Regions from separate parts of the Neogale vison genome. Here region 1 is linked to region 2. The links are chromatin contacts, called in public Hi-C maps. All regions are on one chromosome and are shown on one strand. Each heading gives the region's core, a stretch centred on a gene start, on an enhancer-like site or on the middle of the called end of the contact. The rest is flanking DNA. Distances are from core to core; before and after follow the strand shown.

The links. A called contact is a pair of places that touch in the nucleus more often than the background predicts.
Region 1: a Hi-C map of fibroblasts shows a contact between it and region 2, with 4 times the contacts expected there. The contact joins the enhancer-like site here to the promoter of ZBTB16 in region 2. A contact is called at or near these places in 3 of 3 Hi-C or Micro-C datasets (fibroblasts, muscle and tongue).

What each region holds. Positions count from the first base shown.
Region 1 is chr7:104,477,066-104,481,015 of ASM_NN_V1, forward strand. All of the region lies in intron 3 of ZBTB16 (zinc finger and BTB domain-containing protein 16), which reads left to right. Among named protein-coding and RNA genes, the nearest start is that of NNMT, 110 kb to the right of the region's middle. Within about 2 kb of position 1,851, the one cell type or tissue checked has open chromatin away from gene starts, as enhancers often do. A contact at or near this core is called in fibroblasts, where this site is marked.
Region 2 is chr7:104,359,720-104,363,519 of ASM_NN_V1, forward strand. ZBTB16 (zinc finger and BTB domain-containing protein 16) reads left to right here and starts at 2,050. Exons shown (of 7, transcript XM_044257875.1): 1 at 2,050-2,152.

The DNA.
Region 1 (3,950 bases), core at 601-3,100, 120 kb after region 2:
ATTTTATTTAAAATAATTCACCTTAAATAGGCTTGCACTCATTTTAGAAGGAGGTTGATAGTGCTGTCAAAACTTGGCCGTGAGTGTTGAGAGCTGACTGGAGAGCTGCCATTTCTTCGACCTTCTCCCAGCGAAGAGTGACTAGGGCCCTGTCTTTACTTGTACATTGTTGGTCTGTTTTGTTTTTTATTTTAGGTGGGAGGGGCAGAGGGAAGAGGAAGAGCGCGAATCTTAAGTAGGCTCCACGCCCGGGGTGGAACCCCACATGGGGCCCCGTCTCACGACCCCGAGATCATGATCTGAGCTAAAGTCAAGAGACAGACACTCCATTGACGGAGCCTCCCCCCTCCCGCCCGGGGCTCTGTGTGCATTGTTGGTTTCTAGAGGGGTTTCATGGAGGTACCCAGTCGTTCGTGTCTTCTGCTTCTTTTATCTTCCATCCCCCAGAGAACATCTGCTGAGGACTTGTCCAGAGTGGGCATCTTGTCTCCCTTCTTTTGTTCCCTGTGTTTTGGCTGGGTGGTGAGAATATTGCAAATGTTCTGATAGGTGGGTTGCAGGCCTTTGCTGCTTTCCCGGGCCCAGGCCTTACCAGTGGGGGAGGGCAGTGGCGACAGTGATGCTGCTGCCGTCGGGCTGCGTTGATGGAGTCCCTCGCGTGCGCCAGGCGTGCTGTTGGAGCGGTTACCTATGCTGTTTAAATGAGTCCTCACTCAGCCCTGGGAGGCAGCTGCTTTGTGCCCAATTATAAGATAGGCCGGGACAGGAGAATTCACTTGCCCAGCGAGGAATGACAGAACCAGGACTTGAACCTGGTCTGTCTGACCCCGGAACAAGGGTTGTTGACCTGTCTGGTATACCGAGCACATGAGTTGATACTGGTGGCCAGGGGCTGCGTTTCTAAGCCGGCTGGGTTCCCGCTGGTGCTGCAGCTGGTGACCAAGAGAGCTCCAAAGGCTCTCTGAGAGCAGAGTTACAGGCATAAGGGACAAGGAAGACCCAGGATCCCAGTGACAGCCAAGCCCACCAGGGCACCGTGGGACCTCCCGACAGCGTGAGGTTTATCGGGTGGGGTAAGAAGTGCGCTCTCAGACTGCAGATGCCTCAGCCTTTCCTTCTGACCCATTGCACAGTCTGGTCTTTGACGGGGCGGACGCTGAGCCCCGTGTGAGAGGTCCAGCCCCTTAGCAAGTCATTGATGGGGAACTGACATCTAGAGGTCCAAAAACCTGCCACTCACAGTCCCCTGTTAGTCCCCGTCTCTGTTGGCACGGCTTGGAGACGACCCCGGTGGCTTCCTCCATCCTCCCTTGGATTGGGGCCTGCACCCTTAGTTCATTCACGGCCCCCCTGCCCCTCTCCCCCATCCTGTCGTGGGTGCCCTGCCCCCACTCCCTTGTTGGCTAGGCTCAAACTCTCCTCCAACTGTACCCTGAGCCGGTCTCCTGTCCAGCCTGCATCTGCTCACAGCTCCCCCCACCCCCGTCCCCAAAGGAGTGTCCCTCCCCGAGATTCTGGTTCTGGATCAGCTGTTGTTGTGTTGATCCAGGAGAAGGAGCGAGCTGGAGAGAGAGGGAGAGCAAGCGGGCAACGAGCCCGCCTTCCAGATCCTCTCGGGGAGTACACATCTCCTTGAGTGAAAGAACACGCAGTGCTGGCCTTTGGGATCGGCAGCCGGTGTTCTCTGTCTGATAAGAGGTACTGTAAATAAAAGTGTACACCACGGCCCGCTGTAAATGCCCCGTGTCTGTACTCATTGTTCTGACAGCTTATGCTTTTTTGGGTCTGCTGTTTTGGTACACTCTGTACTTCCTTATGTAAGCAGGCATGCGTATCTCATCAGAACATTCAAGATGTTTATTTTAAAATCTCAAGGAATTAAAAGAAAAAGCACACACTACTCCACATGAGATGCTGGCAAATGTGAAGTGGGTTTTTTTCAGAGCCCCCCCTACCCCCGCCTTCTTATTAGCATGGGGGTGGGAAAAGGAGGGAGTTGGCTTTTTTTTTTTTTTTTCTTTCATTGGCTTCTGCCTTATTTACTTCAGAGAGACACCAGCCTACTTCTGACTGTGTTTGGCCACTGCTACTCCCCTTCCTGGATGCTGGCGACCACCCCCCACCCTGTTTCTGGTTGAGGGGGCAAGTAGGGAGGAAGGTTGCACCCTTTGCAGAGGGGAGATGCCAAAGGGAGTGTGGGGGGCTGGCAGGGGAGGGGGGACAGCTGCGGGGAGCCTGATGAGTTTGTGCTGGATTTCAGCTCTGTTGTTGGAAGGCTGGGTGGTTAGGGAAAACTTTATGGTTTTGAAAGGGGTTTCCAGGCCTGGGACTCCTCTGATTACTGTGAGTTGGGGTGATCCTTAGCACAGAGCAAAAGGGCCCCCCACCCCGACACACACACATGGAAGCCTTAGACCATCCCCAGCCTCCTTGAGGGCTGTGGTGGCTGCCTCCTTTCTTTCTAGCTCATCGTAACCTGCGTGGGGCCCTCTTCCTTCCTAGAGCCCCTGTCTGACCTTCTGGAGGCATCCAGAAGGCAGGGAGGAATAGGACAGTGTAGGAGTCTGGGAGATTCAGAGACTCAAGCACTCCTGCTCCCCCTGGGTAGCTCACGAGGCACCCTGAGCCTTTTCTGCAGGATCTCCTGGGATTGGCAGGGCGAGGGTGTCTGTCTGTCCGTCTCTTTACCACCGAACCTCAGATAAACTCTAGGTCTGGACTGGCAGCAAGGGGTCGCTCAGCAGATTTCTGCCAGCCCATTTGGGGTCCTCTCTGGCCGTTGGAGGCCTCTTGAGGGGGAAGCTTCTGAGTGTACTGAGGGAGGGGTTGCTTTTTCTCTTGCAGGGATGCGAGTGCTGGGCAGCTAGGTGGGGAACAGAGGGAGGCCATGCTCCAGAGGAAGCAGACAGCCCCATTTCCACCCTTTCTCTGCCCCAAACTGCCTCAGTGCCAGCTGAGACCACGTCTTTGAGTTTTCAGAAGGCCCAGTGGAGAACGCAGAGTCTGTAGAATAAGGACTCTGCCACCCCCTAGGGGACAGCCTGGCAGTGCCCTGAATGGCCACTGCCCTCTTCCCAGGCCAGTTGTGGGCCTGGAACCTGCCGGAGGGCTTCTTTGTTTCTGGAGGGACCGTGATCACAGCTACAGGCCAGGGAGGGAGCTGGCCCCTGGGAAAGAGCGGGGACAGGCCAGAGGCCAGCACGCCTGCTCGCACAGAGCTTCCAGTCTGCTTGCCCGGGAAGACCCAGAAGAGCCAGGCCGAGCAGGACGCTGGCTTGTGGCTCCTTGGGCTCACCCGGGGAGGATTTCGGACCCGAATTGGGGAGCAGCTGCCAATGCTGGTCCTTTGACAGATTTTCCTGCTCCCCTCAACAAGACAATCACTCACCTTTAAACGAGAGGCATGAGGGGTGTGTGTGGGTGTGAGAGAGAGAGAGAGAGATTATAGTGAAATATGTCTTTATAAACGTGAGCCTCACTTTACACAAGATTAATGACCTCCAAATAACTGTACATTGAACTTGAGTAAAATCAATCATACTTTGCACGGAGAAGTTCTTTCAAGGAATCGTGACCCTGAGCCTGACTGGTGGTGATGGTAGCTGCTCCTTGTGGGTATCTGCCCACCCCCTCCCCTGGATAGAGGGCCGAGCCCTTTACCCACCATGTCACGTCCTCCGAGGGACTTTCTTTTATTCCCATTTTACAGAGGGGGCGACAGACCCACTGAGATCAGGCAGCGTGCTCGGGGCAGGGTCACAACTCATGACTAACCTGGCTGGGATTCGAACTCTGACCCATCGGACCCAAATCCTGAGCTCTGATGCATGCTGTCCTGCTCCTGAGGTATCCCTAGCATCGGAGAGCGCGTGTATCTGCCGAGTGCGTGGTGATTGACGAGGCGCTCGTGTTCATCAAGATCCATCTTCCCCTTCCGTCTTCACCCGGGC
Region 2 (3,800 bases), core at 800-3,299:
TGACCTAAGCCTGTTTACCTGGTGGCACCACTCAGTGGCGAATGGCTTGGTCCTCAGCTTGCCAGGCTTACTGGCAGCTCTCTGCCTCAGGGGAGGAAGAGGAGAAAGAAAATCAAAACCCAGTTTTCCTTGTTCTGTCTTGCTAGAGGCTGTACCATCTAGAAGTGAAGATCATGAGCTCTGTAATGGTCTGATTTAAAGCCTCAGCTCTGCAGTCTTGGGTAGGATGCTTAACCTCAGTTTTCCCATCTGAGAAATGGGGGCAATACTAGCACCTGCCTGAATAGGGTTGTAACAAGGATTAAATACCCAGGATAGGTAATGTGTTAAGATGCATGGTCTGTGCTCAGAATGAGTTCTTATTCCCACTGTCTTTTCCTTGTAAGATCCCTTAGACCGAACAAAGCCCCTCTTCCAGAAACTGCGCTCTGAAAGGCTGCTACCCGTGGAAGGTGTGTGAATAAGAAGAAGGAGACGGGGGAATAGGAAGATTTAATGTGGAATTCTATTCAAAGGTCAATTCATCTATTCCCCCGTCTCTAGCATGGTCTGGTAAGACCGAGGTCTCTCCTATTTTTAGACCTGTCTGAACTGATGTCCCAGCTTCCCTTACCATACCCTTCAAGTAAAAATAAAATAAAATAAAATAAAATCACTACAAATACATGAACATCAGAGAGAGAGTGTTAGCTTTCTTCTGTGATTTTCCACCCCACTGTCTTTCGGTGCCGCCATATGAAATCTCTGAACTGGGGATTCTCCTCAGCTTTCGGGAGGCCCATAGACACAACTCTGGCTAAAAATGGTGCCAGTTTTGGTGAGGGAGCTGCTGCTGCTTTATCTGGGCCCAATAAACCTTATCAAACCGCCCGGCAGCTAGCCTTCAGTGCTAAGTGGAAATGCTTGGAGCCCAATGCTGGCTTTCAGCCCACAGCCTTGACTGCCTTCCTCCTTTTTGTTACCTTCTCCACCTCTTAAATTCAGGCATTAATCTCTCTTTAACACTTACTAACAAGGGTTGGGCTTTTTTAATGGGCAGAGTTTATGAAGCAAGGGAGATTTTCACATCGAGTGAATATGGCAAGGGATGGTTGGGGGGGGAGTTCAGGGCGGTGGAGGGATTGTTCTAGCTCTCCCATTGTTTCCAAGGCTTCTCTCTTTCTCTGATTTGAGGATTAATAGGAGATTAGGATCAAGGGTTAATTGTGTGCCTCTCCTGCTACTGCGCTTAGGAGGGGCTGGTAGGTGGATGTGGATGGCAGGGCGGCAACCTTCCGCAGGCAACATCTCCGGGCAGAGGCTCAACAAGTTCAACGGTCATTTCTTCTCTTTCCCTGGTGAGGCACTAGGAGGGTCTTTCTTCTGTTTTTACATCCCTCTCCTAGTGCTCTCCTTGCAGACCAGTTTCTTAACTTCCTTTAAATGCCTTTCGTCTTGCAGATAGTGTAGACCTTAGCTAGAAAAACAGTCTGTAACTGGGATTGCTTTTTACTGTTAATACCTAGGGACCAGGGTTCTGGGGATTGGTTAGGTGTCGCTGTATTCAGGACTGTCTAAGGGTAACTGGCTCCCTCCCTTCACTTCCCAGTGGCTTCTCTGCTCTCTCCTCTCCTCTGACTCGAGCAAGGCTGAGCCCTCTCCCTGCTAGGAGACTGGAGCATGCTTCCAGGGATGGAACTTCTTGTCCTTGGGACGGTTCCCCCTTAGCTGTTCTTGGGATTCTGAGCACTTTGTACTCCTGCCTTCAGTGGCCCAGAAGCGGATTTTTGCCTCTAGTTGGTGTCTGCCACCTTCCATGACCCTACAGTTCTTGGGGCCTCACTCTAGGTCTGGGGCAGTACCAGTGACAAGCATTGGAATGTGATTGTATGTGAGTCCTGCGCAAACCTTTGAGCCAGCAGCATGTTAAGGACAGAATGTGGGGACTCAGTTCTCCCTGACTAAAGGCGGGAGATGCTGACTGCATGACCTCCAGGGCTGACAGCCCGGAGACCCAGGGAGGGCGCTCTCCACCACCTTCACCCCCAGCATCCCGGTCATTAGCCAGCTGTCAAGGCCAGTGCTTACCAGAGAGCTTCCCACCTCTGGCCCCTACCACCGCTAAGCTCCAGGAAAAGAGGGCAGGAGGGGACTCTCCACCGCCAGAGGAAAGGTAGGTTTCTTCTGGTGTCCGTATCCCAGAGGTTAGTGACCTCAGCTCCCCTCCCTAAAGTGGAGCAGCCCTCTGAGAGGAGAAGGCTCTTGCCGGACAGCGAGGGGGCTCTGGAGCTTTTTCAAGCTTTCACTCGCCCCTTGAAGGCTTTGCCTGAGCAGGACGCTGTTCTCAGGAACTGTTGTCTCACCAGGTTCCCTGGCGGGGGTGGGGGTGGGGTGGGCAAAGCCCAGGGGATGCCCAGGACTGAGAGGGATGAAAGTTCCTCTCGGGCCTCGATCTCGGCCTCCCGGGATGCCCACAGCTAAAGTGGGGGAGGGCTCTCCCTTCTACGACTGTTTCTCGCGGACCCTCTGGCACCAGGCTCCCCAGGGCCTGCGAACTGCGCGCCCGGAGACTTCTCGCAATCCGGATGCCATAGGCATGGAAGGCCTGGGCTTGGGCTCAGAAAGGGACCTTCTGCCACCGATGTCGGGGTACAGGGGATGCAGCCCCGAGCCCGGAGAAAAGTGAAAGGCGAGATGACACACACAGAATCGAGGCAAACACCGGAGCCGCGGACGAAACTCCGCGCCTGGGGCAGCAGGGAAGAAGAAAACCCGTGTCCAAAGGAAATAAAAAGCCTGGGGTTGAAGGCGGGGGCTGCTCCTCGCCCCTCACCTCCACTGCCGGCACGGAGGGTTCCGAGTCCCTGGCACCGCTCTCCGCGAGCTCCTTCTTCCCTCTGCGCTGGGCCGGTGAGCGGCGGCCGCCGGCGCCCCAGCAGCAGCTAGATGTCAGGCGAAGCCCAGAGCGCCGCGCGCGGGGAAGGGAGGGGAGGGGAGGGGAGGCGGGAAGGGGAGGGGTGGGGCGGGGAGCGCGCGCGGGCTCGGCCAGTGCGGGAGGGGGGTGGGGGTGGGCGGGCTGAGCCGGGGGACGGCGCGGGAGGGGGGAGGGAAGGGGGGCAGCTGTGGGCAGCGAGCCGGGCTCGGCCGCCAGCACTAAAGATGGAGAGGCGCCGGGGCCTCGCAGGGGAGGGGGCTCGGCGTTGACGTGGGACGCGGCGGAGGCGCCGCAGCCGGTGGTGATTTGCTAACCTCGCAGCAGAGAGGAGTTGAGGGCGATGAGAGCGGGTACTGCGAACTGCCGGGCGCTGCCGCCGCTGCCGCCGTGATACCGAGAGCAACAGTTCCCAGCAACACCCCTCCCCGACACAGGCACACACCCCCAAGAGGCACGCACACCCACCCCCAGCGTCCGGCTCGGCAGCGGTGAGTGAGGGGCCGGGGAGGGGCGCACCGCTTAGCCGTAGGCGCGCGCCGGGGCGCCCCGGGGCTGGAGAGGTCCGAGGGGCGCGCTCCCTTCGGCCACTCGGCCGCCGGGCTGGTGCCTTATTTTATTCGGCTCGTTCCCTTCCTGCTGCGGCAGCCGTCGCCACCGCCGGTTGGGGGTCGGCTAGAAGGGGAGCCCCGGCTGTCAGCTTGGGCGCAGCTGCCTCCCCAACCCTTCCTCTCTAGGGCACGGTCGGGGTGAGAGGTGGGAGGCAGAGCGGTCTTGGGGGGGCTGGAGGCGCGAGCAGAGGGTCGGGGAACCGGAGGCTTTGTACCACCAGGGGCCGGCGGAGGAGCGGCGAGCCGGTGGGTGCTCATATGTATGCGGACCGGTGCGC